Regions from separate parts of the Oryctolagus cuniculus genome. Here region 2 is linked to region 1. A link is a contact called in public Micro-C data. All regions are on one chromosome and are shown on one strand. Each heading gives the region's core, a stretch centred on a gene start, on an enhancer-like site or on the middle of the called end of the contact. The rest is flanking DNA. Distances are from core to core; before and after follow the strand shown.

The links. A called contact is a pair of places that touch in the nucleus more often than the background predicts.
Region 2: a contact with region 1 is called in a Micro-C map of ear pinna, with 4 times the contacts expected there. The contact joins the promoter of ACTR3 here to the promoter of SLC35F5 in region 1. A contact is called at or near these places in 3 of 6 Hi-C or Micro-C datasets (ear pinna, psoas muscle and an unstated tissue).

Annotation. Positions count from the first base shown.
Region 1 is chr3:111,393,928-111,399,908 of mOryCun1.1, forward strand. SLC35F5 (solute carrier family 35 member F5) reads right to left here and starts at 3,753. Exons shown (of 16, transcript XM_008258490.4): 1 at 3,615-3,753; 2 at 2,695-2,782; 3 at 2,403-2,547. The coding sequence starts at 3,654. It overlaps LOC103348744 (a long non-coding RNA gene), which reads left to right and starts at 3,634. Exons shown (of 4, transcript XR_011387314.1): 1 at 3,634-4,110.
Region 2 is chr3:111,525,700-111,531,680 of mOryCun1.1, forward strand. It overlaps ACTR3 (actin related protein 3), which reads left to right and starts at 3,229. Exons shown (of 12, transcript XM_002712405.5): 1 at 3,229-4,575. The coding sequence starts at 4,532. It overlaps LOC138849008 (a long non-coding RNA gene), which reads right to left and starts at 5,295. Exons shown (of 2, transcript XR_011387320.1): 1 at 5,158-5,295.

The DNA.
Region 1 (5,981 bases), core at 2,503-5,002:
CAATGTTGTGGTGTAGCAGGTAAAAGCTGCTGCCTGTGACACCAGCATCCCATATGGGAGCCCATTTATGTTCATGTCCAAGCTGCTTCACTTCCAATCCAGCTACCTGCTAGTGGCCTGGGAAAAGCAGCAGAAGATGGCACAGGTGTTTGGGTCGCGGCCACCCACATGGGAGACCCAGATGAAGTTCCTGGCTCTTGGCTTTGACCTGGCCCAGCCCTGGCCATTGCAGCCATCTGGGGAGTGAACCAGTAGATGATAGATCTCTTTTTGTCTCCTCCTCCCCCCATCCCTTTCCTTCTCTCTCTCTCTCTCTCTCTGTATCTCTGATTTTCAAATACAATAAATAAATCTTAAAAAGAAAAGAAAAGATTTGAGAGAGGGGTTGACAAGCTGGCAAAATTTGATAATTGTTAAGCAATGAGTACCTGGAGATGAATTATACTATTCTCTTTACTCCACATGTTAGAAATTTCCAAATTAAAAATAATAATTTTAGTTTTGAAATACATTAAGAGTTTGATGAATTTGTCAGACTGCAGAACTAGATATTTTACACATGCTCTTGCATAATGAAGTTATAAAATAGCCTTTAAAATATTTTCTTTTTTATAAAAACAAGGGATTTTTTCCAGCTTTATTGATAGTAACAGACACATAAAAATTGAATATAATTACTATGTACAATGTGGTATTTTCATGTATATATACATTATGAAATTATCTCCACAAACAAGTTGGGTTATTTTTAACCTTGCTTAGATACAAGTTGCAAAGTTACAATTTAATCAGATGCTCTTGTGTCCTAAATTTTATTATCTAATAAATAAAACAATTTAATTAAAACTAAAACAAAATTTAAGATATATTTGGCAGCAGGCATTTAAACTAGCAGTTAAGACTCTAAGACTCCTGCATCTCACATCTGAGTACCTGGGTTGGATACTTGGCTCTGGCTCCAAGAGCCCAGCTTTGACTAATGCAGAGCCTGGGAGGTAGCAGTGATGGTTCAAGTAATCTCTCCTGAAACTCACATGAGAGATCTGGATTGAATTCCTGGCTCTTAGCTTCTGTCCAGTCCAGTCCCGGCCACTGAGGACATTTGAAGAATGTATCGGCTGATGGTCGTTTTCTGTCTCTCTCTACCTCTCTGCCCTTCCAATTTAAAAATTACATTAAAAAAAAAAAAAAACATAGGTTTTGTTTCCTGTCAACATTCAGAGTATTACTTTGAGGTAAAAACCACAGAGTGTTAAATTAATCTAAAAAAGGTTCTAGAAAAATTCAAAAGTAAAAACTGGCTTGTAGTATTCCAAAGAAACTAAAAAAAATGTTATACAGAGGATATAATGTCCATGTCATATATGAAAAGTGAGAAGACTTACAACATCTAACTGCTTCTTTCAACATTTAAATTTATTTTATAAATACAAGCTCCCTTTTGGAAATTTGCCTTAAGACTGCATCATGAGTCAAAATGTAGTAAATTCTGAAAATAAAAATGTCTTTTTATAAAGAATATTAAACACACAGCATTAAGTCTACAAATAGAGAAACTACTTCTAAACTCAAAGTACCACATCACTACCAATGGGTCATTAATAAAGACGAATTTTAACTGAAGGCAATCATTGTATACCATGTACTTTGTAACAGTGTTTGAGTCAGCAAACATATAAATGGGAAAGCACCCAGGCCTCTGCATAGTAGTGACCTATACATGAAAATCTGAGCACTTTTACTCTTGTCCAAAAACATTCTTATTTTATACTAAATGGAGACTGTTAGATTCCTGAATGGCTATTAATTAGAATATTTATAGAGAAAGAAACTGAATTTAGAAAAAAAACAAACACATTCAAAGATTAATATGAATTCTCTCTAATACGTAATTCTCCCTAAAAGATACAATAAGACTGAATGAGTAGCATACATTGTGGCACGGCAGGTTAAGCTACTACTTGTGATGCCCCTATTCCATAACAGTGCTAGTTCAAGTCCTGGCTGCTCTGCTTCTGATCCAGCTCCCTTCTAACCCACCAAGGAAGGCAGGGGAAGCTGACCCAAGTGCTTGGGGCCCTGGAAGACTAGATGGAGTTCTGGGTTCCTGGCTCAGCCCCAGCTGTCGTGGCCATTTAGGCAGTAAAATACTGGATAGAAGATCGCTGTCTCTCCCACCATAACTATGCCTTTCAAATAAATGAATCTTAAGAAAAAGAAAACAAACAAAAAACAGGTTTTCACTTGAATTGACACAATTCACTATAAAAGAAAAGTAAATAATCCCACAATATTTAAAACACAATTTTTAGTAAGCATGAGAGTAATGGATAGAACTACTATGGGTTAAGAGAAATAGTGTCGTTCTCATGTGACACCATTACTGAATAAGAGGTACATACCGAAGTGAGTTCAGAAGAGGCCACCCATATCACATCAACAAGCAGGAGAATAACAATCCCCAGAGCCATCCGCCTGCGCTGAGTGAAGCCACTGTTCGGGGAGTTCATGCGGTTCATGATAAACACACACACCATTTGTAGTCTGCTTTTCAGAAAATACAGATCTCATTAGAGATGACTTTGGAAAAACAAGCGAATAAAAAGAAAAAAGGAGTGGAACAGAAACACGTGACATTTGTTAGCTAATGTTCAGTATGAAAATCGCTTAGTATTTAAAGAGCCTGGAATTTACCTTGTTGTAAGGGCCTTTCGGAGATCTTCGAAAGCAATGCCTGAAAACCTGGATCTCAGTCTAAAAGGAGGTGAAGAACTCAGCACACCTAAAAACCACAAAACACTGCTTACGAAAACGTCAACTCAAGATTTTTCACATCTTTTCCACCCCTCACGTTCAGACTGAAAGCAAATGAAAACATCAAAGTGTCAAGCATAATGGACACCTTTCCCTGTGCCCTTTCCCTGTGCCCCTCAGATCAGACTCTGAGGGGTACGCTGTAGGGGGAGAGCAATATTCCAGTCAGCTTAGTTAAGACCAGTTAGCTGTTTGAAGACAGCTGCTCCGAGTCTCACAAATGCACAACTCCATTCATGTCTCCTTGCAGAGGAATTCACCCCAGAGACAAGGTCCAGACACACGCCCGTTTCTACAAATGTGTTTTCTGCATTTAAGCTCCCGGAGTGGAATTCGCTGATTGGAGAGGCAGTGATCTGCAGTGGGTCTTGAGGGCACCTTTCCAACCCCCTTAACGTGGTAGAGGAAAAGGATCCTCCACGCTCCCCCACCCACGCCTGTCACTACATCTCGTTATTTCAGATCCAAGCAGTAATTCTTCAGGAAGGGAAGAAGCAGCTGTTAAAAAGGAAACACCCCCACCCCACCCCCTTTTTTTTGGAGGAAAAAAAGTTAAGTCGGTGGCGCCTCCGGTGAGAGAGAGGTAAAGCCCCAGGCGACCACGCACGAGCAGCTGGCTCAATCGCTGGAGTCTGGAGCCGGGTCAGAAGCCCCTGTCAGCCGACCGCTCTCTCCACCCCTCGAGACCACCATCAGCGGTCCTATCAAGGCGCTAGCAAAGGCTGCAGGTGGGCTGTTCTCGGGCACTTGGTTCCGGCTTCGGCTCCGGGTGACTTCGGGGCCCTTCCCTGCCTGCCTACCTGGCCTTCCTGCCCCGCGATGGCGTCGTGGCGGCACCATGAGCGGACCCGGCCCGGTCCCGCCGTCGCCCAGCGCCACGGCCGCGGCCTCGGACTCACAGAGCTGTCACTGCGCTCGACATCGCGCCGCGGTGGAGGCAGAGCCCCTGAAGCCGCGTGCCCCACAGGGCAAGGCCGCCGACACCTCCCAACTCCACTCGGGCCGGGAGGGCGGGGAGTGAGCAAGGGGAAGGGACAGTGCAAGCTGCGATGGCCGCGGAGGCCCGGAGCTCGGCCCTGGCTCCGGCCCCGCCCCCGGCCGGCCAGCTCCGCGGCCCCGCCCCCCGACCCGACGGCGGCGCGCGGGCTACGTCACGTCGCGGCGACGGCAGACCGTGGGTGCATCTCCACGGTGACTTGGCAGCGCCCAGCGATGTATTGCCCGGAATGCCGCGCCCATCAAGGAGATGCGTCGGTGACGCGGTCGGGGAGCCGCGATAGGAAGAAAGGAAGTAGGGTGAGGCGGAGGGAGAAAGAGGGAAGCTGGCGGCGCTGGGTGGGGAAGAGAGCGAGCAGGGAAGTGAGAGCCTCTAGACAACCCCTCCCTAGAACCTACGCGAGCAGCTCCCTCTCCTGCTGAGTTGGTAACTTTTGTCACCCGTTTCTCGAAGAGGGGAGTGGAAAGCAAAGTGGCCTGGGAATACTTTGGGTTCCTGGAAACTTTCATATGTAGACTACATCCTAGCTCTTGAACTGACAAGCTGTATCTTAGGGCAAAATATTTCTCACGTGGCACCTCAATGTCCTCATCTAAAGAATGGGGATAATGAAAGTACCTGCCGTTATCTGCCGTGTGTGTGTGTGTGTGTGGATGGATTATGTGAGTTTACAAATGTAAAGGGCTTATATGTCGATTCGTGGCACATAGACTCCAAGTGGTCGGCATCTTGACTTACAGTTGGAAAACAAAAATGAGGTTTAAGAATTCTGTAAGATAACTGGTATTGACTATCACAAGTGCCTTTTTAAAAAGATTTATTTTATTTGAAAAGCAGAGTTACAAAGAGAGAGAGAGGGAGGGAGAGACAGAGAAGGATCTTCCATCTGCTGGTTCACTCCCCAAATGGCCGCATTCGGTGGGGCTGGACCAGACTGCAGCCAGGAGCCTCTTCCAGGTCTCCCACATGGATGTAGGGGCTCAAGCACCTGGGCCATGTCCCACTGCTTTTCCAGACCATCAGCAGGGAGCTGGATCCAAGTGAAGCAGCGGGGACTGGACCTAGTGCCCAAACGGGATGCTTAACATGCCGGCCTCCACAAATGCGTTTTTGACATCTTAGTACGATGAAATTATGGGATTGACATTACTTTTTAAGTCTTCTTTGTTTCACAGAAATTTAATATATATTCATATGACCAAAAAGCACCAATGAACATTGTTGTGTTGATCTAATCAGTTTCTAATAAACTCTCAACATCAAGCATTTATAATAAATAAGTCAGAAATGTATTCTAGTAAGTTGTGCAGAGTAGAAAAACAGGAAAGGGGAGGGTTGCGGGTGGGAGGGAAGTTATGGGGAGGGAAGCCATTGTAATCCATAAACTGTACTTTGGAAATTTATATTCATTAAATAAAAGTTTAAAAAAAAAAGAAAAACAGTCATCTACTTGCAATTGTTATTCAGGGGAAATTTGGTTGCAGATATTAATCAAATTATTCCAGAAGTAGTTTATTCTTTTCTTTCTTTCATTAACATTCTAAAGGATGTCAGGGTTGTAATATACTTAGAAATTTTTTATTCTACATGTATGACACATAGTCTGAAAACAGAATGTTACTGCAACTATTCCTCATGATCTAAGAGCCAGGAAAGCCATGTTCTATTTCCTAATCTCACCACAGTTTGTTATGTACCCTTGTAGATTACACTACCCCCACTGTGCCTCAGTTCTCCACTATATTCTCAGCACCAAAACTAGTGCCTAGCAGAGTTGGCAGTCAGTGGTTAATGAACTTGAACATCCTTCTGTGTCTTGAACTTTTCCTTATACATAATTCCTCTCCCAAGTCTCCATTTATGTCATTTGGTAGTACCATTTTCCTGATCTCAGTCCTAATCTTTTCTTTTTAATTAATTTCCCTGTTATTCTTCAAACTTGATCACTTTTAAATCCTTTTGAAATCTCTTCATTGTAAACCCTCACAATTCATCAGGTGATAATTCTGACACCTTCGAAAAATTCCCTGAAATCTACTCCAGAGAAAATAATTTCCCCAATACATATACTACAAAATTAATATGAAAGCAAAGGATGTGTGTGTGTTAATAGTTGAATGCAGCTATAACCTGTACATTCCACATGTGCAAATAACCTTCAAATGAGTAC
Region 2 (5,981 bases), core at 1,979-4,478, 130 kb after region 1:
CACATTTGTCATCTTGATAAGCTCAGAGGATGGGGGAGAGGCAAGAGGTGGAGGATTAGCCTATTGAGCCTCAGCGCCGGCTCTATCTGTTTTTAATCAATGCTCTCTGTGGGTTTGATGGGATCTGCCACTATGCAAATAGTTATCACTGTAGTAAGTACTGAGGGCATATCTTTACTTATCCATAATTATCATTTATTTTTTTGAAAGATTTATTTGAAAAGTAGAGTGACAGAGGAGGGACACACACACACACACACACACACACGAAATTTCTAGCTGCTGGTGCCTACAACAGCTAGGTGGACCAGACTGAAGCCAGGAGCTCAGCACTCCATCTGAATCTCTCATGTGGTGGCAGGGCCCCAGATACTTGGGCCATCATCCAATGCCTTCCTACTTGCACTAGCAGGAAGCTAGATGGGAAGCAGAGGTGCTGGGACTAGACCTAGCACTTCCATATGGGATGCAGGCGTCTCAAACATCTTAACCCGCCTTAACACCCACCCTGTTCTCATTTAAAAAAAAAATAGAGATCAAATGACATATGAATTTTCTGGATACGTTTTAAGATCCAAAGACATGTGGTAAGTGGGCTGTAATGCACAGGAATAACCTAGACAATCTTATGATGATTGGTAACCAGTGTATCTCTCAAAATGAAACATTGTTTATGGCATTACAATGAAAGATCCCTGAAATGGGGTTGAAATTATGGTTTGGTCTGAACTCTGTTCTTTAGTTTAATATATTGGGAAAATAATTTAAATTCTGTGGGCTCCAATATCACTCAGAGTCCTTAAATTTATTGCAAGTAATGGGGATTGGTCACGGCTAACTTAAGCCAAAGGATAATTATTGGAAAGATACTTCAAGACATACCAATGTTTGAAAAGTTGAGAATCAGGCTTGGATATAGACAAGAACCAAGCGTCTGGTTGATCTGAACTAAAAGAAAAACAGGTGCTGTAAGGGAGGAATTGATGTATGGTAGTCAAACATTGCTTTCCTTTTCACTTTGAATAAGATAATCTCTAAGAGGCCCTTTAACTTTGGTGTGCTCTACTTCTGTGTTTGGAGAAGATGAGCAGGAGCAGTGAATATGCAAACAGGATGACCAGAAGTGCTTTTGCTGCGTGTGTATCTGCAGGTTCTGTGCTGCTCACCACACCGGTAGCTGACCAGTTTTGCATACAGCAAACAGGAAGTAGGAGGGCTCTTAAGCAAGCAAAGTTTAGGTCGATAGATTATGAAGAACAAGCACAAATGCTTTAGCATTAGAAGTTTCCAAATGCTTCCAGCAGTTACTGCCTTTACAAACATAGGCTGTTATGCATTATGTGAGACTGTGATAGATGCCTATGAGATAAGAGGTAATACCTACTACTGATATGTCTTCCTATTTGAAAGAACACACTGCTAAACTACAAAGCCAAAGTTATAAAATGAAAGCCCACAAGTCAGATAAGGCCTGAAGAAAATTAGTTACTGTATTTTTTTGTGCTGCTGTAATAGAATACCAGGGACTCGGTATCTTATAAAGAATATTTAATCTATTCTCATAGTTCTAGAAGCTGGTTAAGTCCAAGGTTGAGGGTCCAGCACTTAGTGAGGGTCTTCTGAAGCATCATCCCCTGGCAGAAGGCAGTACATGGAGGGGTGGGGAAGCCTGCACTCATTCTTTGATAAGGGACCCACTTCCACGATAATGATAATGGATCCACTCCTGTAATAATAGCACTAATCTTTTTGTAAGGCTAGAGCTCTCATGACCTCATCATCTCTTAGAGGTTCCATCTCTTAATACTACTGCATTGGGGATTAAATTTCCAAAACATGAACTCTGGGGGACACAGTCAAACCACAGCAGCTACCAAAGACAAAAACAGATTTCAGATTTCTCTTGTAAAAACAACAATAAAATAAAGCCCCAATGGCTCTGCTAACACCAGGCCTGAATTTCTCCACAGCAACAGCTGTCTGTCGTCAGGGGAGGGTTCTCCATGTTGTCGCACCTGCCCCATGGCCCCCTTAACTTGTAACCTCACCTTGCCTGGACCTGAAAACACTCACTTTCTGACACTTGATGTAACTACTTCCATGACAACCACCAAAGACCAGTGTGGGCTACCGAGTGGCATCTTCAAGGTCCTAGTCTCTGTCCTTGTGATCCCTTTGTGATCTCTTATTACCTGTAACAGCTGGAAACAACATTCACTCTGCCCCTACTGAGTCACACCTGTCTCTTCTAACAGCAATTTTCAAGTGTATGCTCCCCCAAATGCTCCTGATTATTTGTGGAAGTGGCAGCAACCAATCCCCATCTAGAACCTTCTTCCAAAATCTAATGGAAAAACCAGTATCAACGCATTTGAAAGAACCATCTCTGTTTGACTTCTTTGAAGACAAACTCTTAGAAAAGCCTTGCTTTAGGATTATTTAGTATGAATAGCTATGAATTTGTTGCACACTAATTGATGATGATACCCTTTGGGGAGCGTCTTCTGCACGTGTTGGCTCTCATGTGACTACTGGCCTTCTAAACTCCAGCACACAATCCATGATTCATTCTGGACTTAGCTGGACCCATTCTCTACAAGGCAGTCACAACATTTGCTTGCCTGTATCCCTTGGACAGTCTCAAGTTGCTTTTAGGATAGACTTTAAAATGCTTACAGCAGCCAAGATTCTTACATTGTTTGATTCTCCCTTCTCTCTCAGGCTTCACCTTCCAATATTTCACTTCCCATCGCATGTTCCCTGGCTCACTTCACTTTGACCACTTTGGTCCTTGAATTTGTGCAAGAGGTCAAGCTTGTTCTGGCCTCAGGTCCTTGACGTTGCTGTTCCCACTTCCTGGGGGACTCCCCTTCCTCTCAGCTCCTACCACTCTCAGGCTTCAGTTTTAAAATATTTCCAGGTCAGAGAAGCCTTTTTTATCCCCTTTCCAAACTCCCACTCCTCACTATTTCTCACAGCTCCCTGCTCTCTTCCTTCCATTGCCTTTACAGACACAATCTGTCTGTAAACTCTGGAAGAGCAGAGATCTTGTATCTTTTGCAACACACTGAATATTCAGAGTCAGCACCGTCTCTGCCAGAACAGAGTAGGTGAACAATATTTTTTTTGCCAAACGAATGAATGAAAAACCCATATTCCATTCCCCGGGCCAGCTCAACATCACATTGCATGATCTTCTGGACTGAATAAGACACTTTCTTATGAAAACTATTTTAATTTTAGCCTCATATAAACAAGCTCAGGATGGTTTATCAGAAGATACAATGCCTGGCAGAGAGAAAAGCTATTAACCTTCTGCATTCTTTAAGTGGAAACCCAGCTATTCGTGAGAAATGCAAATTCTCAGGGTTCTCTTTAGACCAATTAATCACAAAACTCCAGGGCTGTGGCTCAGCAAGCTGTTACAGCAAGCCTTCCAGGTGATTATCACACAGGAAACCGTGAAAACCCTTGCTTTAGGTCTTTCAGTTTTAAATTTAAAAATATTATTTTGACCCTTAATCCTGGTAGTTATTCTGATGGTAGAATCTATTTCAGAAGGAAATGTTCCTCCACAATCCAAAAGCCTTGCATAAAGGGCATTTGTAAAGCATGTGCCCTATAATATCCTGGAAGGCAGGCCCTCCTGGTTGACAGGGGCCTGCCCGCTGGGGGGCCTGCAGTCGACAGCGTGGCAATGCCCAAGTGTAGCTGAACAGAAGCGTGGAACAAAAGCCAGAGGGCCACCGTGCAAGCCTTTGTTCATCCGTTTCCCGAATGAGCACCCACGATCACAGGAGGACTCTTTCCCACCCAGAAAAACAGCCATTCAAGTTCCAACAATGGCTGCAGGCCGCGAACGCCGTTTTCAATTAGTCCGTTTTCCCCCGGGGCACTGGAGATACACGTAGCTGCAGGATGCGCTTCCATTCTTCCCTCAAACTCGCACAGAAATAACTGAAACTAAACCAAAGGGTTGCACCGAAAAGCTTCAAAAAGACAACTGGAGGAGGCTGGGGCTGCGTTCTCCGTTTCCACCTTTTTGCAAAACCCGAAACGGATCGCGTCGACGTCCGGACAGGAGCCTCGGCCGGCGGCCGCACCTCACTGCGCATGCTCTCTCGCCCCTCCCGCTCGGAGCCGGAAGGGGGAGCGCTCGGGGCCTGGGCCTGGCCTGGCCGGGGCGTCGGCACCGGCGGCCATCTTGGCTTCCTGGGGAAAGGCGGCGTGAGGGGGAGAAGTTGTAGGGTGGGGGCAGGAGTGAGGAGGAGGGAAGAGAGAGGGGGAGGAGGCCGCGGCGGGGCAGGGCGGGGACTGCCTGGCTGCCTGGGTTGCGGAAGTGGTAGCCGCTGACCGAGCCTGCTGCTTTCTTGCTACTGCTTCGGCTTGCCAGCTTCCCCCCCGGACGGAGAGGGCGGCCCGGCTGTGGATGGTCAGATAGTTCCCATCTCCTGCCGCCAATCCCTGGCCCCAAGCAGCACGGAGCAGACGGCGGCGGCAGCGGCAGCGGCAGCAGCAGGCGAGGAGGAAGATGGCGGGACGGCTGCCGGCCTGTGTGGTGGACTGTGGCACGGGGTAAGGGGGCTCACGGGCGGGGGTAGGGAAACTGAGGCGGAGGAAGGAAAATGGCGGGGGAGGGAGGAGGCCGGGAGATGAATGGTGCGGCGAGCTGCAGCCGCCGGCTTGCAAGGGGTGGGGCCCGCAGCCAGCGCCTCCCTCGTCCCCTGGCTTCACCCTCGTGGGACTGGGACTGGGGCAGGGGCAGGGGCGCGGGGCCGAGAACCCCCCCGGGAGCGGCTTCGTTCGCGCGACCCCTTCCAGCGCTTCCGTCCCCGCGGTGGGCAGCGCCGCCCAAGGAGATCTAGGTGGGAACGTTCGCCTCCCCGGGGGCCGCAGTCATCTGGGGTGGTCGCCTTGCCTAACCCAGCCCACCTGGCTTCCTTCCCCGCTCTCCGCGCCGCTTCCTGCCCGTGGGGCTTGGGGAGCCAGGGGCGCGAGCGCGGGGACCAGCCTGGCAGAGGGGCGAGAAAAGAGAAGCGCTCCTTGTGGGTTTTGCAAGACTGCTGTGACAACACCGCCCCGGGTGTGGGTGGGGAGAGGGAAGAATGGGACTCGGAAAATGGGAAGCTGGGACGGGGCTTTCGTTCGACCACCCACCTCGTGTCCACTCCCGGTCTTTTCCATCTCCCAGGGGGTTTCTACCGGTGAACCAAGTCACATCTTAACTCGAGACAAAAATGTCATGTGTTACTTCTCTTGCCTCAAAAAAGTCCCCTAGTGAGCAAGCGCGCTGCAACTTCCTTAGTTTTGTCAAAGCCGCTTCCTGCTTTCAGTCTTTTATACCCTTATAAGGTAGTTTTTCGTTTCCAACCTGAACACATCTTACTAGAACTTTCAAATTTAACCAGGTTCCAGAGACACTTGGATTGGCAGTGCTAGATAGCAGTTTAGGGGAAGGGGGAAGGGAAACACCCTGGAACAGAAACCGGGATCTTAAAGCCAGGGGGAAGGTGTGGAGGTATAGAGGAATGTGCTTCCTTTGCTGGGAGTCGTTTGTCATAGAGCTGTAGAGCCCTTTACTAAAACAGAATGGCTTGAAAGTAGTCTTTCCTTTTGCATTAATATAGACATGCAGAGAGTTACGGTACGTGCTATATCCTTACAGAGAGAATAAACTGCTTATGTTTTAATGTAGAATGACTGTTTTATGTTGGTGTATTGGAAGCGGGAGTTTAGTTTTCTTTTTGGCCCATGCTGATCATATCTGTTTAATCCCTAAAACCTTCCAGTTTTTTTGAGGGGAAGGGAGCTGTTGATAGCCTTTTCTCCCCCTTTTATTATTCACCATACTATTGTTACTTAAAATATGACATCTGCTTCTTTCTTTATATACTCTATTTAAAATTTCCCTTGTCTTAGTTCTCAAAACTTGATGCTAGAGTGACAGTTTCTGAAGCCCCAGTAAGGCAGAAGGAAACAAT